Linked DNA regions of Sus scrofa: region 2 is linked to region 1. The links are chromatin contacts, called in public HiChIP or PLAC-seq maps. All regions are on one chromosome and are shown on one strand. Each heading gives the region's core, a stretch centred on a gene start, on an enhancer-like site or on the middle of the called end of the contact. The rest is flanking DNA. Distances are from core to core; before and after follow the strand shown. Region 1 holds the start of KMO (kynurenine 3-monooxygenase). Region 2 holds the start of WDR26 (WD repeat-containing protein 26).

What was found. HiChIP or PLAC-seq counts read pairs in DNA pulled down with a chosen protein or histone mark.
Region 2: an H3K27ac HiChIP or PLAC-seq map of alveolar macrophages shows a contact between it and region 1. The contact joins the promoter of WDR26 here to the promoter of KMO in region 1. A contact is called at or near these places in 1 of 47 Hi-C or Micro-C datasets (heart right ventricle) and 1 of 2 datasets of contacts at active chromatin or transcription factors (alveolar macrophages).

What each region holds. Positions count from the first base shown.
Region 1 is chr10:12,440,531-12,445,156 of Sscrofa11.1, reverse strand. KMO (kynurenine 3-monooxygenase) reads right to left here and starts at 2,280. Exons shown (of 15, transcript NM_214076.1): 1 at 2,202-2,280. The coding sequence starts at 2,276. It overlaps LOC110255638 (a long non-coding RNA gene), which reads left to right. Exons shown (of 3, transcript XR_002336210.1): 1 at 1-25.
Region 2 is chr10:12,752,917-12,757,987 of Sscrofa11.1, reverse strand. WDR26 (WD repeat-containing protein 26) reads left to right here and starts at 1,275. Exons shown (of 14, transcript XM_005667934.3): 1 at 1,275-2,368; 2 at 4,270-4,369; 3 at 4,470-4,574. The coding sequence starts at 1,950. It overlaps CNIH3 (protein cornichon homolog 3), which reads right to left and starts at 1,722. Exons shown (of 10, transcript XM_021064387.1): 1 at 1,637-1,722; 2 at 1,205-1,281. The coding sequence starts at 1,242.

The DNA.
Region 1 (4,626 bases), core at 1,031-3,530:
GAATAACTAGTTAACATGCAATATGGTAATTTTGCATTAACTTATGTTTCTTGACCTTTTTCTTCTTATTAGACAGTATAAACTGAGTTAATAATTGCGGGGAGCCGAGAAGATGCAGGGACTCAAAAAAACGACCTTGCCTGACGGTGGAAAAACCTGAAGACAGGTTCCTAACCAAGGAAGGGAGCTCACCTGAATGGTACAAGCCGAAGGTGGGCTTCTGGTCAGGATGAAAGCCTGCCTGTACGGTACAAGCCGAGGGCAGGCCTCAGGTTACACAGCTCTCATTTTGATGTTGATGGGGAAGAATTGGGGCTTTCCTGGGAAAACAATTTCCATGTTTGCGCTGGAGAACATGGATTGCTTCTCAGGTGATCTAGTCTTTCCTCTTTCATTTGTTATTCAGTTTTCCTCAGTCTTTCCTGATTATTTACTTATTATTCTTATTTTCCTGTGGTGATTTGTGATTTAACAAAGTTACAACAATGATATAATAAAAATTTCATCCGGAAGGACTTTTCCCTATTCATATCCAACTTAATTAATATATAGTGTTTATCTACTAACTAGTTACAATAAACTTTAGAGTTAGGATTTTAATGAGGTTTGTAGAAGTTAGACATATATGATTCTTGATCAAAAGAAAACCAGCTGTGAGTTTTGTCCTTGATTTTAGAAGCTTCTAAGTGGTAGCTAATTAATTAAAGTTGATTTATATTTTCTTATACTGTCTTCCTGCCATAACGCTTAAAGATGTACATTAGTCTAAAAACAAGATTTGTAAATACCAGATTTTTGTGTCTGTAACCTCTTCAGCTTGTGGAAATTGGCTGGCCATAAAATGGTTTTTGCTGAGTCTCCTCTTTCCCACAAGATATGCTGCACCTGTTTGTCCTTGAATTGTACTCATTAAATTTTGTTAAAGATTTGAGAATGTAATGTATTGCTACTGCACCATGTGATCAAAAACAAAGCCTAATAGTTAACCAAAGTACTTTTAACACTATGATGTAATCTGTAATAAAAAACTGTCTATATAATCAACCACTTATGCTCCTAAAATTTGAGCAGTCCAGTGCCCTGAAAGAAGGGACAAAGAGGCTGTCTCCGTACTTACATTTGCCGATGCCATGTGCCTCTCCTATTGGGAAAAAGTGTACACTCCCTGGCCGCCGGAGCTGGCCTCCAACAAATAATCAAAGCAGGGCAAGTGCTTTGGTTAAAATGACTATTTACAATAACATCTGTTTTTAAAACATAGCCAGTTTGGGGATTAATCAAATTTATTTGTTTTATTTTCTATCTTTAAAAATGCTATACCCCCCAACCAAGGGAAAACAGACACCTTTGTATTTAGTGAAAATAAAATAGCTCTTCTAGAAAAAAGCAAACTGAACCAATACCACATATTTAAATATCAGAAAAGTTCCAGGAGTTCCTCTCGTGGTTCAGTGGTTAATGAATCCGACCAGGAACCATGAGGTTTCAGGTTTGATCCCCGGCATTGCCATGAGCTATGGAGTAGGTCACAGGCACAACTCGGATCCCGCGTGGCTGTGGCTCTGGCATAGGCCGGTGGCTACAGCTCCAATTAGACCCCTAGCCTGGGAACCTGCATATGCCGCAGTAGTGGCCTTAGAAAAGGCAAAAAGACAAAAAAAAAAAAAAATTCCAAAAGAGAATGAACAATCCTTACAAATGATTAATAACAATCATTAAGACAAGTGAAACAGTGAGGAAGATTAAGAGGTACAAACTTCCACTTACAAAATAAGTGAGTCACAGGATGAAATCTGCAGCATAGAGAATACAGTCAAGAATAATGGCCATGTGTATGGTCAAAAAATACAAATTTCAGTTATAATGTAAATAAACACCATCTACATGTAATCCACATGATAAATAAAATGAACACTGCTATATGTTACATATGAGAGTTGTTAAAAGAATCGATCCTGAGAGTTCTCATTACAAGAAAAAAATATTTTGTTCTTTATTTTTTATCTATACGAGATGAGGAATGCTCACTAAACTTACTGTGAACACGTAAGTCAAATATTATGTGGTACACATTACACTTTGACAATGCTCAATAAAACTGGAAGGAAAAAAATTAAATATGTTGATCTCTGATAAACAAAGAGTAGCGATAATTAAGAGGGTACCACTAACAAGAATAATATATCCAAATCGATTCTTACCAAGCCACCACCAATGACAGCTATGCTTGTCCTCTGAATGTCAGATGAATCCATCACCGCCGAGGTGTTTTTCATAATTGTTGCAGCACTTGCCAAGAAGACTGCCTCCTGCACACTGATTTCCCAGGTCTTTAATCTGCCCAAAGCCCTGCGCTTGTGAGCCAGCAGCAGTGTTTGAGCAGGGCTAATTTAATTTAACCCGTGAGTAGCCCAAAGGACAGTTAGCTCAGCTTTAGAGAAAAAAAAGGGCATTCACTGCAATGACCAAATCTTGAAAAATCCAGCCAAGTAAAACTCACTGTCTTATGTGTAAGACAGGAGTTTCTAAAGTACAGTTTTACAGCTTTTTTCTTCCTCTTCTATACCATGTACTCTTACTTTCATTTTCATCCTTGGCTAACCAGGACCTCATCTCATGACCCAGAGGATGCTATACTTCTTTTCACACTTGATCTGTTGATGATTCTCGTTATTAAGGCCATTTAGGAATTGCACCTCAACAGTCCTCACTGATTGCCTTTAACAGACTCACCACGGGAAAATATTCTCCTGAGCAAGATTTTGAATTGTATAACTGATAACACTTCCCTTTTTTGGGGGGGTGGGCACAAAATGCTGAAACATTAAAATCTAATCTGTGCCTTAACACTAGGGAAGATGGTTAATATTATGCTTCTTTTAAATTCATTCATGGCTTCATATTACCTCTCCACGTCTTTGTCTTCTTTCATTCCAATTTAAATATATATTTTTAATTTTTTGCACATATTTGTGAATCCAGGGTTTTCTTTTTTAATGGAACAGGATATGCAAAATAAAAGTGAGAACCTAAATGAAGGAGCTTCTTCACTTCCTGGTGAGAGTAGGGAGAAAGGTTTTCCCTGGTGAGGAAATAAAGTTAGGCTAGATGTCACTCAATAGTGCCCCCTTGTGAGTAAGTATGGTTAGAGCTGGTGGAAAACATGCTTATTAGGTGGTTTTTTTTTTTTTATTTTTTATTTTTTTGCTTTTTAGGGCCACACTCAGAGCATAACGAAGTTACCAGGCTAGGGGTTGAATCAGAGCTGCAGCTGCCAGCCTACACCACAGCCATGGTGACGCCAGGTCTCAGCCTCATTTTCAACTACACCACAGCTCACAGCAACACTGGATCCTTAACCCACTGACTGAGGCCAGGGATCAAAACTGCATCCTCATGGGTACCAGTCGGATTTGTTACTGCTGAGCCACAACGGGAACTCTCTCTTTGACTCTTTTTATTATAAATGAATTCATGCTGGTTTTTTTTTTTTTTTCACTTTGCTTCTATTTCTCAATATTATGCTTCTTAAGATCCATCTGTATTATTGCAGGGAGTTCTAGTTCACTCATTTCCATTGATCCACTCCTCTGCTGATGGACATTTCTATGTTTCCTTCTTCTTTTTCTTTTTTAGCTGCACCTGCAGAATATGGAGTTCCCAGGCCAAAGATCAGTTCCCAGCCGCAGTTGTGACCTAGGCCGCAGCTGCAGCAATGCTGGATCCTTTAAGCCACTGTGCCAGGCCAGGGATCAAGCCTTGGTCCTGCTGCTACAGAGATGCTGCCAAGCCCCTCTGCCACAGCGGGAACTCCTCCAGTTTTTTACTATTTTGAATAATGTTGCTGCTATGACCAACATTATGTAAACAACAAGGATCCACTGTATAGCACAAGGAATTACATTCAATATTCTCTGATATTTTAATATATTTATATATGTAAAATATATGTAACATTAAATATATATACACAATTATTGTTTATATACATAAATATGACATTCTTTTTCATTATTGTTGATTATGTAACTGAATTATATATATTATAACTGAACCACAGTACTGTATCCCACAAACTAACAATACATTGTAAATGAATTATACTTCAACTTAAAAAAAAGAGTTCCCGTCATGGCGCAGTGATTAACGAATCCGACTGGGACCCATGGGGTTGCGGGTTTGAACCTTGGCCTCGCTCAGTGTGTTAAGGATCCTGCGTTGCTGTGAGCTGTGGTGTAGGTTGCAGACGCGGCTTGGATCCCGTGTTGCTGTGGCTCTGGTCTAAGCTCCGATTAGACCCGTAGCCTGGGAACCTCCATATGCCGCTGGAGCGATCCTAGAAGAGGCAAAAAGACAAAACAAACAAAAAAAGAAATGACGGCAAAAAAAACAAAACAAAACAAAAAAAAAACTGCAGTAGTTTGAAGCTTAAGAAATCAGTATATTGCCTTCAAGAGGATTTAGTTCTGCTCCTGCCATGTTCCTGTGGGGATTTTGTACTCATTCGGTAGAATGATGTCTGCCTGTTTCTGAAGCACTTGTTCCTTTGGGTCGACATGCCTCCCGTGAAACTAGTGTGATCATCTTGCTCTCTCTCAGCCTAGGGGTGCAGTACCTTTTTCTCTG
Region 2 (5,071 bases), core at 26-2,525, 310 kb before region 1:
TCCCTTCCTCCAGTCTGAAGATCAATAGAGCTCAGGATTCTTTAATAGTTTCTCATAACATTCTTTAATAGTTTCTCATAAGCATTATTTTTTTAATTGTTTTGCAAATTTGAAAAGTAACCAAAGGCCTCAAAGTTCCCTTGAGCTATGAATATTGTAAATTTCAGAGCTGTAAGATGTTTTAGTTGAGTCTATTTTTTCTATAGGAAAACTACTTCAGAGAAAGACTTTTTAAAATTCTGAGAATATGTATACATATCAAGTGCCTATGCCAACAACCACCTGCATATAAATACCTAGATAATGTAGACTCTTCACCAATAATCAAGATTCAGCCCAGCTCTTTGCCGCTGCATTTCTACATCCAGAGAAATGGGTAAGTGACAGGGACACTGAAGCCTCCTATTTCACCTAAACATTTCGAGCCTGCATCTCAAGCCCCCTTAAGATGCCTGCTTTGGACGCAACTGCTTGGTCTCTATTATTGCTGCCTAAACCGGGCAGTGACTCAAGAGGCAACTGGAAAGGAGAAGGAGGTGCTGGGCACGAGCTAAAAACGAGTGCAAGGCCCTCGGCACAGTCCCTCCCCGCCTCTCTACACCCACAGCCGTTTTGTGACTCCTGGTCTCCATCACACACAGCTTTTATCCATTTTTCCACCTTCCCGGGGTGGAGCACAGAGTCTCGTAGGCTCGTCATCTCAAACCTCCCGAGACGGCCCGGGCGCAAGCATTTGGGCCGTGGAAATTCCAGTTTTCCACACCGAAATGAAGAGCTGGCCAGTCCTGGTTACCATTAAGTGAGTCGACAGGGGCTGCCGCAGCCCTGTGCCTGGAAGTTCTCGTGACAAAACCGCACCACCTGCTCGCCCCCGGTCTTCGGCCGGGGATGGAGAATCTGCAGTCCCTCCGCACACCTGACGTTTCTAGGTCACTCCAGGGCACACACGCACACTCTCGCACACGCGGCCCTGCTGTGCACGCCCGGCCTCGGACGGCGGTTACCAACTTACTCCCGGCCCGGGCAGCCCCGCCAGGGCGCCGGGGGCAAGGCCGGCAGGCCAGGCCAGGCCCGGGCCCCGGGGCAGGGCGGGTCGGGGTCCGGGTCGGGGTCGGCCCCCGCCGGCCCGCCGGCCTCCCTCCCCTCCCGCCCCGCCGGCCCCCGGCGCACGTGCCGGGTGACAGGCCCCCTATAGGTTCCATACCTGCCACCGGAAGTGAGTGAGGAGGGCAGTATAGGCATTTCCTGTGACGCGAGCGCCTGGACTCCATTAGGCAGCAGCTGGGGGAAGAATCAACACACCAGGGAGCAGAGCGGAGCGGACCCGAGGACAGAGGCGGCAGCTGCCTCCGCTGCCGCCCGCCGCCGCCGCCGCCACCGCCGGGGCTCAGCCCAGCGGCGGGCCCCGCGCCCCCGCAGCCGCCCCGCGGCGCCCCCCGGCCCGACCCCCGGGCCGCGCACCCCGAGCTGCCTCCGGGAGGGGGGGGGAAAGGGCCCGGATCCTCCTTCTCCCCCTCCTCCTCCCCCTCCTCTCACCCCTTACCCTGACCCCCTCCCCGCCTCCCGGCCCCCCTCACCCCGACCCTCTCCCCGGCCCCCGCCTCCCCTCCCCCTCCTCGCCCCACCGGCTTCCCACCACGGCCTCTCTCGGCGAGGAAACTCTGGCCTCCGCTTCCTCCTCCTCCGACTCGGACACCGGCGGAGCCTCCCCGCCCCCGCGGAAGAAACCCCGAGCCTCGGCGGCGGAGGGAGCAGGAGAGCCCGGGGCCTCGGCAGGCAGAGCAGGCCTCTCCCCTCCGTCCTCGTCGTCCTCGTCCTCGTCGTCGTCGTCCTCCTCCTCCTCCTCCTCCGTGGTGGTAGTGGTGGGCCTCCCCCCGGCTGCTGCCCCTTCCGCCGCCGCTGCCGTCGCCCACCGGAGTAGCGGCCACAGCCTGGTCAGCGGCAGCATCATGCAGGCCAACGGGGCAGGAGGAGGAGGAGGAGGCGGCGGCGGCGGCGTCGGAGGAGGGGGCGGCGGGGGCCAGGGACAGACCCAGGAACTCGCCTGCCTGTCGGCCCAGAACGGGGAATCGTCCCCCTCGTCGTCGTCGTCCGCGGGGGACCTGGCCCACGCCAATGGGCTCCTGCCTTCCGCCCCCTCCGCCGCCAGCAACAATAGCAACAGCCTGAATGTCAATAACGGGGTCCCCGGCGGGGCCGCCGCCGCAGCCTCCGCCACCGTCGCAGCTGCCGCTGCCACCACCGCCGCCTCCTCTTCGCTGGCCACCCCAGAACTGGGCAGCAGCCTCAAGAAGAAGAAGCGGCTCTCCCAGTCAGATGAGGATGTCATTAGGCTAATAGGACAGCACTTGAATGGCTTAGGGCTCAAGTAAGTATCCCTTACAGGCCGCCGGTGTGGACGGACCGAGGGACGGAAGCTGGCGGGGAGGGGGTGCTGGAAAGAGCTCAGGCAACGGGAGAATTACTGCTGGGCACGCAGGGCCCAGGACACAGGAGGACGCAGCTCAGACGGGCTGACCGGGGAGGAGGAGCCGACCTGAAGGGAAATAAGAGAAAATCAATCAGCCTGACAAATTGCGAGAGGAGACAGGCAGTTGGGGGTTGGGGGGCGTAGAAACCCAAAGATTCACCCCTCCCTGCACACCTTCAGCGCTTAATTGTCTGTCAATAAAGACAGATGCGGGAGTGTGTCTCTGTATGTGTTGGGGGAGGGGTGGATTAGAGCTGGTGGAAATAATGAACCTTGGAGGATTTGTTTTTCAAGTATATCTCAGAGGCATCTTTGTGGGACACCTCCCCACCCCTAACCGTGACAGACTACCCAGGCCAACTACCAATCAGGAAAGACAATCACTTACAAGTGTTTATGGGAACTGAGGGGCTGGGATAATTTGGAAGGAGACTGCTGAATAAATCTAATGGGAATAATGAAGAAAGATACCATGTTGATGTCATTTAAAGGCCCGTGTGTGTGTGTGTGTGTGTGTGTGTGTGTATACGTGGGTACACAGGAGGCCTACCGCGAACTTGTCTGAGATCCCAGTGTGTGACCAAGAAGGTGATTGCCTCTAAAAAAGGGACATCAGAGCTGGTGAATCATTTATTTTCAAATACAGTTGAAATGGCCTTGTGTCCCTAAGTAGGGTGAAAGTAGACGACCTTGGCCCAGAACCCCCTTTCTGTATACACACAAAGAAACCAAGATGAGTGGAAGGTAGGATTGGTGGGAGTGCGGTGGAGCTGGATGGAGGACGAAACCAGACAGAATGAGGCTGGGGAACAACGTGCATCAGTCAGTTTCCAGCTTCAAAGCATAGATTAAAATAAGCTCTCAGGCTCCCCTATGTGTATTTTTGGATTTATAGATTTGTTCTGGGGAGAGGAGAAAGAGCACTTTTTTAAAGTGACATAAGTATTTTGATTCTCAGGCAGATTATTGCGCTCGCTGCTTTTGCTGAAAAATAAGTGGAGCTGAATAAGAAAGCATTGAAACATAAACAGATATGTAAGACTGACAAAGATTCTTAGATCTCAAATTATCCGATGGAAGAAACCACATTTGGTGAATCCTTTAAGTTCTGAAGGAAACACATCGGAGGAAGATTTCGCTTTGTTCCCTAAGGAGAAGGATTAGTATGAAAACAGATTTTTGTAAATGCTAACTGAACACATTACTGAGACAAGAAGCAAGCTGACAGCAGCAGGAGGAAATAACTCGTGACTGTTTGGAACCTACACCATAGTAAATTTGCTATTTTTAGTATAGAGAGAAAGGGAATGATTTTTGATGCTGGATTTATTTTAATTTTAACGATTGACCTATTAGAATTTCTTTGCAAACCTAATCTCTGAATGTAAGGCTCTTACCAACACAGGTCATCTCCATCACCTTGTGTGGAAACTAAATTTTTATCGTAATGTAGTATGTAGATCCTGGTTTTTCTTTTTTTTTTTTAAACCGGTTGGTTACAGCACATTTTAAGAAATTTTATACTTCATTAAAGGCATTAAATGTTAAAAGTAGGAAGAATTTATTTTGATTCTGGTTTCGAGAAGGTTTTTGACTTGATTAGATGTGAACATAGATGGCAGTTTGAAAAATCAAGTTTGTTTAGCCAAGCACATCAAAAGTATTTATTTTTTTCTTCACTGAGAGACTAGCTTGGTTAGGTTAAGAACTTTTGCAACTGTTTTCATGGACAGTAGTTTGTTTGGAAGAGTAAACCCTAAAGTTGGTCAGGTCTTTTTTACACTGTATCTCTCCTGCAGCCAGACTGTTGATCTCCTCATGCAAGAGTCAGGATGTCGTTTAGAACATCCTTCTGCTACCAAATTCCGAAATCATGTCATGGAAGGAGACTGGGATAAGGTAAAGTAGGGCATATAGAGCTGTGTAACTGCTGCTAAAATTATATATTTGTTGTGCATTTTGTGACATTTCTGTTTTTCTCTTATACCAATTTTTGCAGGCAGAAAATGACCTGAATGAACTAAAGCCTTTAGTGCATTCTCCTCATGCTATTGTGGTAAGAGGCGCACTTGAAATCTCTCAAACGTTGTTGGGAATAATTGTGGTAAATACACTTTTGTTCTTAGTTTCACATTTATGCTTATTTTAGTAGGTTATTGATAACTCTAGGCTTCTGCCTCTTATAAAAGATAAGGCCTTAACTTTCATATAATTAAATTTGTAAACTAGGATGAGTATTGATGTTTCAAAGTTTCAGTTTTATATTTTTAAAATCATGTTTAGTAAATGTGCCATTTGAACCTAGTTTATAAATTAAGCTTCTACCGAATTATATTGGAAGATCTTTATGCTTTCAGTGCTATTAACATTTTATATTTATAGAATCAGGGATAAATCATACTTTCATATTTAAAATACTGAATAGCACCGATAAAGAAAATTATTTGGGTATATGTATATCCATATAGCCTTAAGTAGCTGACACATTAATTCTTTTTTTTAATCTTTGGGAATTATAGTTAATTCAAACCAATTCCATTGGTGTGCTCACCATTTTCCATTCTTGCATTCCAGTTGTGTGAATTGACAGTGTCAAAGATT